Linked DNA regions of Gossypium hirsutum: regions 1 and 3 are each linked to region 2. The links are chromatin contacts, called in public Hi-C maps. All regions are on one chromosome and are shown on one strand. Each heading gives the region's core, a stretch centred on a gene start, on an enhancer-like site or on the middle of the called end of the contact. The rest is flanking DNA. Distances are from core to core; before and after follow the strand shown.

Region 1 (3,606 bases), core at 749-3,248, 430 kb after region 2:
TCAAACCACCACTTATTCTCCTGGAAGAGCTTTCACCCAATGCATTGCACTCGATCTAAAAATAAATGAAATCTCTATTCATGGTAGTCTCATTACGATCGAGCTAACCATAAAGATCACAAAGTGGCTGCCCCACCAGTCTCCAACATTTCAGACCAACCTTCGACATACGTCAGCTATCCCATGTAAGCAAGAAATCCTCAATAGAAAGGCGTGACAAAACAAAACCCCTCACCATCTCAGAATCACTCCCCAAGTTTCCCATGCTAGTTAACAATTAATAAGCATGTTAGATGCCTCCTCCTACTCCAACCCGCTCCAGCGGCAAAGGAGTAAATCCGCTTCGCTGATAAGACTCCTTTTCCAAGGAAACATTCTGTTGTGATGCTATCATGAATCACCAACCAAAGGAAAAGCCTTGGAACTTTTGGTGGTACGTTCAAGCGCCAAACAATCTTAAGAACTCGGGAATCGGAGATCATTAGATTATCCTAGTAAAGCATCCAAGACACCTTTTTAACTGAAAATTTTCCTTTAGTATCCATAGTCCATATCAACTTGTCCTCAATACCAATTTTCAACCTGATACTAGCCACTTTCCCCACAAGCTTATGTTCCCAAATATATAGAGCCCTTCGAAAGTGAAGAGATAAATGACCCTCAACAGAAAGAATATCAGCCACCGATGAGTCTTGCTGAGATGGTAAAGAGAACAAACTTGGAAACAAAGATGGCAAGTAAAATACACCCGCCCATTGATTAAGCCAAAAATGCGCGCATTCGTCATTACCACTAACCTATTTACAAGCATTTAATAAGCATGGAAAGGTTAGAAAGTTAGAAAGATAAAAAGAGTGACTATAAAAATAGTGACTTTTATTTACCTCACATTATATTTTAGTCATTTACGTTTAAAATATTATGTTTTAATTACTTATGTTATTGTTTTATTATAAAATGACCACTCTATATTAAATTCCGTTACCTCCCTACCAATAGTTCTACATAGTAATCTAAATGGATTTTAAATGACAACTTATATATCCAATTGCTGGGATAAAAATAGATTTTTAATTAAATAAATTTAATTTAAACTACCACGTAGGACATCTAAGTTGGCATTTAAAACCCATTTGGATTGCCACGTAGGACTGCCGTTAGGGAGGTAACGAAACTTAACAGCAAAGTGATCATTTTGTAACAAAACAATAATGTAAGTGACTAAAACATAACATTTTAAACATAAATGACTAAAATGTAATCTGTGTCAAACAAAAATGACTATTTTTATAATTTACCTAAAATAAAAATATAATTTTTTTATAGATGTGTAGAAAGAAAATGGTCATACATTGTTTTGAAAATTTGAAAATTTGAAAATTGAAAGAAAATAAAATAAATTAATTGAAAAAAGGTATAATTTTGATCTAACATGCATGTTTCTCATTTTCTCTCTTGTGAGTCTATTTGACTTTGGAATCATTGAATGAGAGCTATGAAATAATTTCGAGCCAAAATTGATTTTTATTTTAAAATTAAGTAAAATTAACTTTAAAATTAAAATAAAACTTGGATTTAATAAAATTGATTTTACAAGATTTGGATTTGAATTGAAAACTAACAATTAAATGGAGATTGAGTTTAAATTTTATGTTGAAATAATTTATAAGTTTAATTAAAATTTAGGAAATTTGGCATGATGAGGGTGGAAATTGGGATATCCAGTCCAGGTATGGTTTTTGGAGAAAATTTGTTTTTAAATAAAATCATTTTTATTCTAATTGTTTTATTTTTAAATGATTTTGAGAAATAAAACTACTTTGGATTTGGTTTTTAAATATATATTTTTTAAAACCCATTTTATTTTAAATTAGGTAAAGCCCAAATCTATTTACTTAAGGTTTAAATTAAGTCAAGTCCAAGTTCAAATCGGGTCAAACTCAGAAGTACAAGTCCAATCAGCCTAGGAGGCCAAACGGCCCACGTCTTTATGAAATTTCAGGTTAAGGTTTTGAAACCCTAAGGAAGCCGCCGCGCACATGTGGTAAGGGAAGAGTCAAAGTGCATTAAGTGGTATTTACTATCACGTTTGTCATTCATTTATATTTTTTTTTCTTTTTCATTTTCATTTTCATTTTTTAAATATCAATTAAAAATATTTTTAAAATACAAAAAAATTGAAAAACACAAAAACAAAATGGAAATATTGAAAATCCAATAAAATTAGAAAAATTGAAAGAAATAAAAAAATCAAAAAGTGAATATTTGAACAAATTTTCGTGTAGAATCGAATAGATAGAATTGAATGAAAATGATGAAATAAGATAAATGGGTGGCATTGATAAATGAATGCGTTTTCTTGATAAATACAAAAAGGACGTGAGAATTACTTTAAAGTTTTTTCAAGTAACTATTTAATTAATTAAATAATTGAAATTTGAAAATGTAATTAAATTAAGAGTAAATTATAAAAATAGTCACTTTATTTTGCCCCAAATTACATTTTATTTTTGAAATATTACGTTTTAGTCACTTACGCTATCATTTTGTTACCAAGATAGGTTTAGAAGTTTAAGTTGAAAGAAATTGACAGAAGATAGTGAGGAAATTAAGGTTGTTCGAGCTAACAGTGGGAACTCCAAGAGCCTACCGGATTGTTTGTTATTGGAAATTTATGCACATTTTGCCAATAGGACGAGTCCTAGTGTCATGGGTTGCGCATGGGAACCTGCAACCATGACGAACTTGTACGATCCATTGCATTCGAGGGAGGTCATTTGGCCTAATCAGACCAGTCCATTACTTTGAGAGATTGAAAGCCCATCTCCGGAGCTTGGCAAATACGGAACGTGATCTTCAAAGATATGCTTGGCAAATATGGAAGAGGATCTTCAAAGATATATGATCCTAGACATTAAGTGTAATCTTTAGAAGATACGATCCTGTAATCTTAAAGATTTGATATCTAGATAACTTTAAATCTTAGCCATTAATGTATTTCAATCTGTACCGTTGATATTGGGAAGGTTTAGCTATAAATAGAGGCATCTCCCCCTCATTGTAATTCATTTAGTAATTAATAGAATTTTGAGAACATTCACTCAATTTTTTCTCTCAAGTGTTCTTGTTTTTCTGTGGCTTTTGTTCATCTTTCAAGTTCGTTCTTACTTCGTTCTTCTGCTATGCGGGCTTTAGAGGAGTTCTGTTGAATCCTCAATTGTTGCGAGTTAGGCTGACTTAGGCATTTTTTAGCGAAGAAACTGCCTAAGACCTCACGGATTACTTGTGAAAACTCTAAGTCCATGCAATTGGTATCAGAGCTAGCGTTGGAAGGCACCGTTGAAAGATGTTGAAAGAAGTTGCTAAGAATGTTGATGGAATGGAGACTCGTGGAGGGCTAAGAAAGCTATCCGTTCGAGGGACATGCTGTCAGCTTTAGAGGATCAAGTCGTCACTCTCGAGGAATCTATGGGGGATTCTAAGGAGAGGATTGATGATGTCAATAATAGGCTTAATGATGGGTTGCAATCTATGCAAGAGCAGCTCAAAGAGTATGTGTTGGATAATGTTTAGAAGTTGACTGTAGGGATGATGCCATCAAGGCTA
Region 2 (3,311 bases), core at 35-2,534:
ATACCAAAACTGAGACGCGTATGGCATCACTGCTTGAATAATCACCAAAAGAGCCTGTATCCTTTCCCTTGCTTTCTATCACCTAGTAATGTAACATAAATACAACGAATATTAAGAGTAAAGTAGTAATGTTTATGTTCAACAATATGTTAAAAGAACATACCACTCTGAATATTGTATGAGACCTACTACTTCGTGCATTCATATTTGTCTCACCAAAATGCCTATTAACTGTAAGGAAAATGATTTAAACAAATTATTAAAAATAAACAACTACCCAGTTAAACCAATGGCAAAAAAAAGAAGTTTAAAGGACCTTCTCCAGACTCCAGGAGCTTCATCACTTGTTCAGCATTGTTCACAATTTCCTCCCTAAGACCCGCAACGAAAATCCCACGCTAAAACAAACAAGAAAAAATCTGTTAGTTTTGAGCATTATGGTACACATTTGATACGGCATCAAAGTTTAATCAATGGCTGACCTCTAAATTCTCATGAATCTGCAATTTCTGATTCTCTACAGCGAAAAGGTCGTTAATTTCTTCATTGTAAATTTCCATGTAGGAAACTCGGATGAGAAACTCTCGATCAGAGATCTGGGAATTGAATTCAACAACAAGAAAATCAAAGCCAAAGCTTCTAAAATATGTCGTTAACTGCTTCGGGAAAGAACCAAATTTCGTTAAATTACAATATTTATTTTCTGAAATATATCGTTAACTGCTCGATGAATAATTCCGGGATCGTTAGATGAACCGTTCATAGTGAAGGTCTTGCCGCTGCTTGTTTGCCCATATGCAAAAGAAGTTCCTAAAACATAAATAAAATTGTAAATCATATACAAATTAATCAATTTTTATACCAGATCATCAAAATTAGGGCTAAAAAAGGGGATAAAATTTAAACCGTTAAAGCCGTCCACAGCAGCATGAATAATATCCTTAGTAAGAAGCTCGTAAATATCTGAATTCGAGCAATTCTCATCGAAGACATGATCTAGAAACACAAAAAAAAATTCAAGGAATGAGAATTGGAATTGGAAAGGTAAAAAGGATTTGGGAAATGAAAATTTACCGAAAGCGTAAGAAACGCAGGAAATTGGGCTGCCGTGGAGCTTGTGAAGAGAGATTTGATTATCATCGACTCTCCAGAAAGTTGAAGAAGAATTTTCATGGCAAATTGGAGGTCTTACTCTCACTGCTACGCAGATCTTCTCCATTTTCTTTTTAAACGTTGAGTTGCAGAGCGAGAGCTAAGGCGGGATCTTTATGCATTGTGAAAACGGGGGAATTTGTATTTGAATGTTTTGGATTGACGGAAATGCCCATAAAATGGAGGATTGGATGGGTATTCGGACCCTAAAGAACATGTCTACTGGCCCAGTTTCTTTGGGTAAGAGAATAGCCCACATGCCTCAGTTGGATGATTGTATCAACATTACGAGAAGCCCATGTAATTTCCAAGGGCCAGCTTAGATCCTTTCCACTTTTGTAGTTCTTAATTGTATAGAATTCAAACAATGGTATACAACATAATTGTAGTAGAAAGTTCCACCGATAAAAGACTGCAATTATATTGTTTTATGTATATATTCAGAAAAAAGTTAAAAAAATTTACTTTAGCAAAATTAAATATTTATCTTTTGAGAGGCAAGTATAAGAAGAATAATAAAAATGGATAATGATAAATTCTCTCGATACTTCTACTTTCAAAAACAAAGTTAACTCTAACTAGAGTTGACACGTGGATAAATTTTATATTGCCACATGGAATTTTTTTTTTGGAAAAATGGTTAATCAATCAAGTCTAAGGACTTGAAAAAAATTATATCAAAGAATTTATGAAAAATGCCAAAATTAGCATATCTATTTTTAACCAAAAAAAAACCAGATGAAAAATATTTTATTAAAGAAATTAAATTAAATTAACGATGAAAAAAAAATCAGACAATTTACAAGAAAAAGCCATTTTTTTAATATTTATGGAAATGGGCCAACTTTTTGATTATTTACTGGAAAGTACCGAATTCCTCGAAAGTGCGTCCACGTCAGCACGATGTCAGGTGACATGTTAGAAAAGCGCGTCTCTAGGGGAGAGTTTTGCTCCTTTTTTTAGGGTTAGGATTTTTTTTGCATTTAGGGTTAGGATTTAAGGTTATTGTTTTAGTGTTTAGGGTTTAGAGTTTAGGGTTTAGAATTTAAGATTTAGAATTTTTTTAAAAAAAAATCAAAAAATTAGGGTTTTGGGTTTTGGGTTGCTTAATTACATTAATTATTAGTTTAAAAAATAAATTAGATTAAGGTTTAGGGTTAATTAATTAAATTATGGATTAGTTTTTTAAAATAATTTTGTGTTTAGGGTTATGGAAAAAATATATTAGCAATAAAAAAAATTTCTACAGTAATTTTTGAAAAAATAAATTAGAGAAGACGTATCTGAAAAAATAAATTAGAGAAGGCGTATCTAAAAAAATAATTTTGCGAAGTTGTTTCTGAACAAAAAGTGTTAAAAATGCTTCAAGCAGGATGCACTGTCAGCAAAAGTACTGAAAAAAGCTCCCACGTGGACGCTTGTTTTCTACAGTAATTTCTGAAAAAATATTTTTGAGAAGATGATTCTGAACAAATAGTGTCAAAAATGCTTCAAGAAGGATGCACTGTTAGCAAAAGTACTGAAAAAAGATCCCACGTTGACGCTTTTTTTCTACAGTAGTTTTTGAAAAAATAATTTTGAGAAGATGTTTCTGAACAAATAGTGTCAAAAACGCTTCAAGCAGGATGCACTGTCAGCAAAAGTACTAAAAAAAGCTCCCACGTGGACGTTCTTTTTCTACAGTAGTTTCTGATAAAATAATTTTGAGAAGATGTTTCTGAACAAATAGTGTCAAAAACGCTTCAAGCAGGATGCACTGTCAGCAAAAGTACTGAAAAAAGCTCCCACATGGACGCTCTTTTTCTACAGTAGTTCCTATTTGGCCTGAGGTTATAAATAAGCCAAATTTTATTCTCAGGTTGCATAAGTTACAGCAAGAAAAATTAGAGACGTTAAGCAAAATAGAAATTGAAGATGAGTGAACGTATTAGTGTTGTTATTTACTATGATGGAGAGGTTCGTCACACCGGGAATGGCGTTTTTTATCAGAGAATAAAATGTGACTGGTTTTTAACCAGGACATAGATTTGACAAAATTTCGTAAAAGAATTAGGTGTAAAATTTTCGGAATGACGCCAATGAAAGTTTTGTCTATTAGGTATCGATTTTGTGCTTCTGTTGATCCTGTGACATATGATTTGTTCGACATCAAAGGTGCT
Region 3 (3,134 bases), core at 167-2,666, 440 kb after region 2:
CAATTATTCCAATTAGTGGATATTAAGAATGGGTATTTTTTGGCTAAATTCCAAAACTAAGAGGATTATGACAAAGTTCTTACACAGGGACCATGGATAATTTTTGGGCAAATATTTGACAGTTCAACCATGGACAAAAGAGTTCTCTCCCCTTCAACCATACCCAAGTGTAGTTATGGCATGGATCAGGCTACCCGGATTACTGGGGTTTATGTACAAAAGGAAGATTCTCGGGGCAATTGGAAGCATGATCAGTAAGGTTGTAAAGTTTGACTTTAAGACCGATAATAGAACTAGGGGCAAATTCACTAGAATGGCTCTGTTTATCAACCTGGATAAGCCTCTCATCTCTCAAATCTGTGTCAATGGTGAAATACAACAGGTGGAATATGAAGCCTTACCAACGATCTGTTTTACCTGTGGAAAATACGGGCATGTGAGGGAGTTGTGTTCCTTGTCGAAAGAAATATTGGGCAAAGATAGTGACAAAGTGGTGGTCGACGACGGTTCTAACAGTAACAACAACGATCCAGGAAAGGTCTCTGAACCAACTTTCAGACCTTGGATGTTGGTAGAGCGTAAATCCCGATGAAGATCGGGGGATTCTTGTGATTCTAGTGGTATGGCTGCTGGAAAAGGAAGGTTAGGCTCTAGATTTAATGTCTTTACCATTGAAGGCAAGAAGACGGGCGGTGAAGAGGAAACGATAAAGGCAGATTTAAAATAATTAAATCTTCAAGTGGTGGAACCTGATTTGACCACCCTTGATTCTAGGGGAGAAGATTTTATTAAATCTTTGCTACCTCTGCATATTAAAACTGTTAAAAATTCGGGCATTGGTTCAGATGCCCAAAAGAGGACTTGTGACCTGGGTCTGGATTCGAAAGCCCAAAAGAACATAAATATTTCAGAAACTAAGCGCATTGGGGGGGAGTTCATTCAGGCCATGGTAATGACAGAATAAGGCTGAAAAGCCTAGGGAAAAAAGATATTGATTGATAGCAGGCCGAATGGGTTTCTGGTTGGGCCGTCATCTAAAGAAAACATAAATGGATCACGTCAGCAGGCGTGTCAAACTAAAGCAACTCCCTCTGTATCCAATGTTCCTACGAATATGGAGACCACGGGTAATCACGCTTTTAGAGCGGTGTAAAAGCCAATCAGGCCGTTGTCTCTTTCCAGGCCCGTTAGTGACCAGCAGGCCTCTCCTACATGGACCAATGTCGAGAATCCCCAGGTTTTTCCAAATCTTAATTTAATTTCGACTAACCAAGAATTTGGGTCTATTTTGTTGAATGCAGGTAACTTTGAAAACCATTATAACCCAAAATTACAAGCTAGTAAGTCGGGTGATATTAAGGCACATTTCAACCCGGCCTTTGAAAGCCCAGTAAAAGTTGATGTTCAGCTGACTGATAATATTTTAGACCACGAGAAACACTCTGCTGTCACTTTTAAAATTTTTTTAATTCATTTGATCAGTCTAAATGTCGTATTTTTGAGCATATAAGTACAAGTAAAACGGAAAATAAGGATCGAAAAAGTAATGAGAAATTTGGCATTACTAGAGGAACGCGCAAAAAAAGTAATGATTTAAAAGGAGGTGGGAATCAATTTAAAGCTTCTGCAAACTTACGGGTTTCTTTAGCTGATTCTATGAAAGAGGTGGCGAAGCTTATTTCCTCTGACCTTTCAAAGGAAGCTGAAATGGGAGTACGTGCTGATCCTGAATCTAGTGGATTGAACGATTCCGGGCATTAATGGTATGATTTCTTTACTATTTTCTATTAATTATGAATCTCTCAATTTTTTCTTGAAATTGTCAGGGATGCGCCAATGCCAAATTTTCTCATATTTTTTGAGAGTATAATATGGAGCATAGACCCGATATTATTAGCTTGTTGGAAAATAGAGTTAGTGGATCCAAGGCAGATAGAATTATTGCAAAATTGGGATTTCAATTTTTACATCGTGTGGAGGCTATTGGTTATGCTAGGGGCATTTGTATTGGTTGGAACAAGTCTGTTAAAGTGAAGATTCTACAAAATCATCCCCAATTCATTATTACTCAGGTTTGGCATAATTCTTCGTCAATTCCAATATTGATCGGGTTCGTTTACGGGAGTCCTAATCGTCAGAAGCGAAAAGACCTTTGGCATGAATTGAGAGCTACTATACCTGTTGGGCAAACTCCTTGGATGGTGATTGGAGATTTCAATGCTATTCTTTCCTCTGATGAGAAAAAGGGTGGCCTTTCGAATGGAAAGAGGTGTCCCCGTTTTGGTAATTTTGTAGACTTGTCTAACCTTCATGATTTGGGGTTTAAGGGACCTCCTTTTACTTGCTACAGGGGTCATCTGTTTGAAAGATTGGATCATGCTTTAGGTAATGAGGCTTGGGTAAACTATTTTCCAAACAGCTTAGTTACTCATCTTCCAAGAATTAAATCTGACAACCGTTCTTTTCTCTTCAACTTTAATTTTGATTTTGCCTTGCCTAGGGGAAGACCTTTTAGGTTCTTAGCAGGATGGGTTGAACACTCTGATTTTGGAAATCTTGTGAGACATCAGTGGGTCTTTCAAGGGAACATGTCTGCTTCTTTAAATAAATTTACTGCGAATCTCAAAGAGTGGAATAAGACCATTTACGACCATATCACTACTCGTAGGAGAAACCTAATTCATAAGTTGTCAACCGTTCAGAGGAAAATGAACCTTTTAGGTTCCACTCATTTAGCTCTTGTTGAAATAAAGATAAGAAATGAGTAGGAAAATGTGTTACATCATGAGGAACTTCTCTGGAAACAAAAGGCTCAGTGTGACTAGCTTCATCTGGGGGATAGAAACACTAAGCTTTTTCATGCTCGCACTTTGCAGAGGCGAAAAAATAACCGTATTTCTGCCATTTGTAACTCTCTTAGTGATTGGGTATTTGATCCTAAGGCTATCGAATTGGAAGCTTCTAATTTTTTTCCAGAAATTATACGGAGATGACCCTGGTCCCATGTGATCCTTGCCTCCTAACAGGTTTCCCCAATTTGCTTCTACCGATAGTGATTTTTTAGGAAGAGTGGTCACTAATGAGGAAATTAAGAGAGCTATGTTTGATATGGCTCCCTTAAAAGCTCCGGGTAG

What was found. A called contact is a pair of places that touch in the nucleus more often than the background predicts.
Region 1: a contact with region 2 is called in a Hi-C map of leaf, with 4 times the contacts expected there. The contact joins the enhancer-like site here to the promoter of LOC107951423 in region 2. A contact is called at or near these places in 12 of 34 Hi-C or Micro-C datasets (callus, fibers, hypocotyl and 2 more).
Region 3: a contact with region 2 is called in a Hi-C map of leaf, with 4 times the contacts expected there. The contact joins the promoter of LOC107951418 here to the promoter of LOC107951423 in region 2. A contact is called at or near these places in 3 of 34 Hi-C or Micro-C datasets (callus, fibers and leaf).

What each region holds. Positions count from the first base shown.
Region 1 is chrA02:20,762,928-20,766,533 of Gossypium_hirsutum_v2.1, forward strand. No RefSeq gene overlaps it. Among protein-coding and RNA genes, the nearest start is that of LOC121210892, 11 kb to the left of the region's middle. Within about 2 kb of position 1,999, at least 2 of the 9 cell types and tissues checked have an H3K27ac peak or open chromatin away from gene starts, as enhancers often do. A contact at or near this core is called in leaf, where this site is marked.
Region 2 is chrA02:20,336,619-20,339,929 of Gossypium_hirsutum_v2.1, forward strand. LOC107951423 (kinesin-like protein KIN-7N) reads right to left here and starts at 1,285. Exons shown (of 17, transcript XM_016886473.2): 1 at 1,075-1,285; 2 at 907-996; 3 at 692-810; 4 at 483-596; 5 at 317-398; 6 at 164-231; 7 at 5-82. The coding sequence starts at 1,219.
Region 3 is chrA02:20,781,103-20,784,236 of Gossypium_hirsutum_v2.1, forward strand. LOC107951418 reads left to right here and starts at 1,417. Exons shown (of 2, transcript XM_041087224.1): 1 at 1,417-2,385; 2 at 2,501-3,134. The coding sequence starts at 1,872. The coding sequence ends at 2,523.